2 separate regions of the Anser cygnoides genome follow, and region 1 is linked to region 2. Evidence: chromatin contacts called from public Hi-C data. All regions are on one chromosome and are shown on one strand. Each heading gives the region's core, a stretch centred on a gene start, on an enhancer-like site or on the middle of the called end of the contact. The rest is flanking DNA. Distances are from core to core; before and after follow the strand shown.

Region 1 (2,701 bases), core at 94-2,593, 93 kb after region 2:
TCTCTCCGGAGCAATCCCAGGAATATCGTGGCAGAGGAGAGGGATGGTGCCTCCCCAGCCCCCGGCACAGCCCAGTGTTTGTGCTGTGTTTGCAGCGTCTCCTGACAACTGTGAGCCCACTTCAGCTTCTCCTGGTAGCCCTCATGTGTGCTTTGGCAGGAGAAACTCTCCAACCCAAGAGAAAGTTGGGGAAATTCAACGCAGAGCGGCTTGTTCCAGCCAGGGTCTCCTGTGAGCTGCTTTGGTTTGAGTGTGGTTTCCTTAATCCCTTTCCTTCAAGGAGGTTTGGAAGATGCAGCAGCCTCCACTTGTGGGAAGTGGATATTATTGAGGGTGAATTGTGAGGAGCTGATCTGTGCCTCTGGCTCGAAACTGCAGCGAGGTGCTGGGTATGCTGCTCCGGTGCCAATGTGAGCCATCTCCCAGCACGTTAGTGGATCCGTTGGCATCATCTGCGGGGACTCCACCAGCCCTTTGCCTCTGGGATGGTTTTTGGAGACTACAGGGAGGTGTCTGAGAAGCTGTGATCGTGCCCGTTTTCAAAACGTGGCTCCGCGACCTTCAGAAAACAGAGGCTGTTCTCTGGGCACTCCATCCTCGGGTAATTACAGATAATTTTGTGGTGGGCCCTTGAAACCTTGCCATGGTAAACAGACCAAAGGGCAGTGGCTTTTTTGGGGTAGATCAGTGGAATTGCATCAGAAAGGAATTTGACCACCTGACATCCTCAGTAGCCTCAGCACCCGCGTGCATCTCCTATCCCTCTGCTGGGAATGATTTGGATATGTTTTACCCTTGTTCTAGGCAAAACCTGGGTCACGGACACATTCAGCTATAAATTAAACTCTTAAACCTCAGACACCAAGGTTGCGCTTTCTATGTGGTTATTGCTATTTGTTTGTTTGACCTGTGTTAGCTCTTCTCAGGAATTTTTGGCTCTTCTTGTGCTCGAGTGCCACATTTTGCAGGAGGACAGGCTGCACACCCGGCTGCTCACCAGTGACATTTCCGCCATCCTTCAGCATCTGCAGCGAGGGAGGGAGTATTGCTGGTCCTGTGAAAGCATCCCCTCTCCTACAAGGCCATGCTGGCATGTCCTGAAGGGCAAACTCATTAAAAGATTCACTCGATCCTTTCCACCTGGTATTTGGAGAAAGCACTCCTCTGTGTTTGGGGCCAAATCTGTTTGTCTTTGCTCATGTGCTATGGACCGCAGAAATGGTTTCAGGCATCGAAAATAAAACCCAACAAGTTGTCTGCACATTTTTCCTGTTATTTTTTGCTGCAGCCTGTTTTTACAGTACTTTATTGCTTGTCTTACTGACAACCACCTCTCTGGAGCCCCTTACCAGCTTTTTTTTCACACCAGCAGTGATTTAACTTTTTGGGATGGCGCTGCTTTTGTGCCTTGCTTAGACAGTGTCCCGTGGACATCGAAGGTATTTCCAAGCCTGCTCACTGCATCCTGTCTGTTTGGGATTGTGGGGAAGTGGGATTTCTCCTCCAGCCTCCAAGTGCAAACCACTGGTAAGCTGAGATGGTACAGCCGGTTCTTTGCTGATGCTTTGGTCCCTGCTCAGCGTGTAAAGCAACGGGTGGGTATTTAGCCACTGCTTTTCCCAAACGTCTCTTCAAATATGGCATGACTCAGGCCACAAGTGAAATGGGTTTTGTGCTCTTAAGAGAGAAGGACCCCATTTAGAAGCCTGTAATTTTAAAGGAGGATGTTTAACTGAACTTAAAGCAATTTATCTCTGGGGCCAGCAAAGCTGGAAGATAAAGGGGAGGTTTTCAAAATTACTCAGCCGAGGCTGAGTCAATGCCTTTTGAAGTATTCCCATGAACTTCCTTGGGATGAGTATTGCCAATGCTGAAAGGTTTTGAAACCCTACCTACCCGTCCAGTGACACCTTTTGAAAAATGTGTGTACTGAGTACACATTCCTTGGGAAAATGTAAGTCGGGTTCACGTGTTGAATACTGAGGTGCTTCTCAGGAATGGGTGTTTTAAAAGGAGATTGAGAGAATGGATTTCTAAAGCAATTTTAAGAAACTATAGTGTCTGCCCTGACCATTAGGGAAATAGTACTTAAGCAGAAGCTATTTTTAAAGATAGTTTGCTCTCTTCTAAGCAAAGCCTGACCAGTACTGCTGTCGCAATAAGCAATCCCTCTAACACCAGTGCAAAACATTCTGCTGTTGGGTGAACTCACAGTGAGCACAAAACAACTGCAAGGCTTGCTAGTGCCTAACTCAGAGCTTGTACAATGCTTTGGGATTCAGAATGTGAAAGGCATTTCTGAACCACCTCTGAATATGAGCTGTGACCTCTGTAACAGTGTAATACAAATTAATAGGAACATGGAAGGTGGGGCCTGAGACAGTTCCAAGACTACAGTAATTTTTTTTTAATTTTTTTCTTCTGCTTTAAGAGAACTCTGAGCTCAAATATCGGGAGCACTGTCACTGGATGTAGTCCATGCATGCAGTTGCCGTTGGTCGTGGTGGGAAATCGGTGGAATTACCCGGAAAGAATGCATGTGAGTCAGGAGCAGGGTGCTCTGCCCACGTTGCAGGGAGTCACCCTCATACCCTGTTGCAGGGAGTCACCCTCTTCAGCTTTAGGACTGCTAAAATTCATTGCACTCATCCAAGGGGAGTAGCTTGTGTTGCAGTTCCATAGGGAGGAAATGAAGGGGAGA
Region 2 (3,035 bases), core at 13-2,512:
GTCTGAAATGTTTTTCACTTGGATATCCTATAACTAGATTTCATGCCGTCAGGAATTGCTGAGTAAAAGCGTTCGGTAACAATAATAACAGAGGGTGTGCTTTCATAATCCTCACAAAATAGATAAAGTGGACGTGGAAGCTGCTTCTTGGCCTGGGTGTTGGGGTTCTCCCCAACACTGAGGATTGCGACCCCTTCATTTTCCTGGAGGCCTTCCCGCTGGAGCTTATCGAATAAGAGAAATAAGAGCTTATCAAATAAGAGAACCAATAAAAGACATCAGCAATGTTTCTCTCCACATAGTAGAGCTATTCAGGCAGCTTGTTTTTTTCCCTCTTGGCATTTGTTTAGTCTGTTTGGTAGCTCTGCCGGGTTGAGTTTTATCCCGTGCGGAGAGCAGTTATGAGAGGGGACGCATCAGCTGAGCCGTATGAAGGTAAAAAACAAATAATTTCAGCGGCTAACCCAAGGAGAAGACTCCCCAGCAGTTTTATTTTCGAGCTGGATTGCTTCAAGTTTAGCTTAGCTTCATTCCCAGAGGGGCTGCACCCGTGCTGGCAGGGGGGGATGTCCGTCCCCCCCCCGTGGGATGTCACCCCCCCCCGGGACATGCCATGTCCTCGTCCCCGTGTCCCCAAGCCCCGGGGGGCTGTGGGGGGGGCTCGGCCTGTCCCCACGGGGGTTTCCTCAGGGGAAGGCGGCGGTGTGGGGATGAGGGGGGACACACTGCGGGAGCATCACTTCGTGGGGTGCGCGGGGAACGAGGGAGGGGTCGTGGGGCGGGGGAAAAAGGGTGGCGGGGGGTTACGAGGGGGCCCGTCGGGGGTCTGAGGGGGTCCGGGGGGGGGCTCAGCCGCCGCAAAAGGGTTAAGGGGAGCGGCGGCTCGGCGGGGAGGGCGGGGGCTGCCCGGGATTGGTGCGAAGTTTGGAGCGGGGCGGCCCCGCACCGCCCTCCGCGGCGGCTCGGCCCCCACCGCCACAAAGCCCTGCAGGGAAAGTTGCTCCCGAGCCCGGCTCCTTGCGCTCCGCCACCCCCCCTCACCCCCCCCCGCCTCCCACCGCCCCTTCCCGGCCCCCAACCACCCTCCTCCTCCTCCTCCTCCTCTCCTCTTCCTCCCCCCCAAGCCCTTTCCCCCTCCCGGCTCCTTAAACGGGATTCCGGCTCGGAGGGCCGCGGGACGGCATCCCCGGGCATCCCTGGCAGGTCCCGCTGCCCCCCTCCCCGCACGCAGCCCCCCCCCCCCCAGGGAAGCAAGCAGCATTACGACCCCCCCCCACCTCTTCTTCACCCCCTTTCCTTCCCACCCCACCTCCCCTTCCCTTCGCTCCTCGCCGGTGGCTCCCCGCTGGCAGACCCCCCCGGGGGGGGCTGCGGGGATTTCGGAGGAGCCCCCGCTCTGTGGGGACCGGGGACACCCCCCCCCCGAAGGCAGCCCCCCGGTTTTGGGGCCGGGGGGTGGGGGTGGAGATGAGGTAGAGGCCGGCGGCGGAGCGCCCCGCCGGGCGCCGTGGCCGCGGAGGGCATGAGGCGACGGGGATGGGCGGCATTGCACGGTGCTAGAGCCCCGCAGGCAGCCGAGGTAAGTCCTTGTGTGTCCCCCCCCCCCTCACCAGGACCCCCCCCTTTTACCACCCATGTCGCACCTAGTGCCGTCGCCCCCACCCCATCCCTCAATCCCCCGCTGCTTCCCCGTAGCAAATCCCGGCTGGTAAAGGCTTAAAGCTGTGCCCCCTCCTCCTGGAAAAGGGGGGAGCCCCTTCCTTGGGGTGTGTATTTTGTGTGTGTGTCCCCCCCCTGTGTGCCACGGCGACCCCAAACCTGGTGGCGAGGGAGCTTTGGTGGATGCTGAGCGGGTTGCGTGTCCCCTGGGGGCACGGGGTGTTCCCAGCGGGGTCTTTACAAGGGTGAGGAATTCAGGCAGAGTTTAGAGAGTGAGAGTTTGAGGAGGGGGGGGACGCCGGGGGGGTAATTACCCTAAACCTGAGCTACCCCGCTTGCGCGTCTGGCCGCGAAGGCATCTTCAAGAATCCGGATAATTTAATGCAGTTTTGCTGTGGGACGCACCTCTGGCGGGCAGGGAAACCAGCGGGGCTTGGCTTGGCTTGGTGGGGGGGGAGAGAAGAAGGAGGAGAGGGACGGGGAGAGCTGGCAGAAGAAGCTGTGGGGTGCACGAAGCGGCGCGGGTCCCCGGCACGGAGCGGGGCTGGGGGCTCCGAGGCGGCTGCACGAAGTTTGCTGGGTGCCGATGGGCGAGGAAGCGTTCCTCCTCCCCTCCGCCCGGGCTCCTCCGCAAATTGGTAACCTGGAATCGTGTTTTATGGCCACTCGCTAGCGTTTTGTTTGCCTTCCGGACTGGCTCCGTGCGGGATATCAGCGAATTATGCACTAACTGGGAGCTTAGAGCAGCGTGCTGGCCTCGGTGGGTTCTTGATTTATATCAGGCTGAAGCAGAGAGGAGGGTAAAGTTTTGCTCGCCGAACGCCGAGGAATGAATTACAAGTACAGTCGCTGTTTCATTCGCTGCTCCTGCCCTCGCGCCTCTGCAACAGGCTTTAAAAGTCTGCGAAGTCGCGGGCTGTTGGTTTGTTTCCCCCCGTAATTATTTCGCTTTCCTTCCCTTGCCTCCAGGTCTGAGAGGACGGTGTCCCGCACGACCCGGAGGGGTCTGGCTTTCACCATGGACTTGCAGCTCGCGCTCCTTTTTGCGGGGATAATTGCGTTTTCGGACTCGGCCAGAGGTAAGGGGACCGCGGAGCCCTGGAGGGGACCCGTCAGTGTTGCTGCCGCCAGGGCTCGTCCTCCGCTCGGGGTGCGTGCCCCTGCCCACGTGCACGTCTCCGTACCTGCGGGGTTCGGGGCTGTGGATGGAGCACGGGGTTTGTAGGAGGTCTCGCAAGCGCAGGTGGACTCGCAGGGGCTTTTCTCGTGCGCCTATAAGAAGTACACGGACGATTTTAAAGAAAAGCAACCACATTCCTCCGTGGATCAGAAATACCTCTCCCCTCCTGTAATCCCGCCAGCCTCTGCCCTGTATA

What was found. Hi-C and Micro-C count contacts between places; a contact is called where the count stands out from the background.
Region 1: a contact with region 2 is called in a Hi-C map of liver, with 7 times the contacts expected there. The contact joins the enhancer-like site here to the promoter of FGFRL1 in region 2. A contact is called at or near these places in 2 of 7 Hi-C or Micro-C datasets (both in liver).

Annotation. Positions count from the first base shown.
Region 1 is chr4:6,670,663-6,673,363 of Taihu_goose_T2T_genome, forward strand. All of the region lies in intron 3 of FGFRL1 (fibroblast growth factor receptor like 1), which reads left to right. Among named protein-coding and RNA genes, the nearest start is that of FGFRL1, 93 kb to the left of the region's middle. Within about 2 kb of position 1,344, at least 2 of the 3 cell types and tissues checked have open chromatin away from gene starts, as enhancers often do. A contact at or near this core is called in liver, where this site is marked.
Region 2 is chr4:6,577,722-6,580,756 of Taihu_goose_T2T_genome, forward strand. It overlaps FGFRL1 (fibroblast growth factor receptor like 1), which reads left to right and starts at 1,263. Exons shown (of 7, transcript XM_048048078.2): 1 at 1,263-1,579; 2 at 2,629-2,738. The coding sequence starts at 2,678.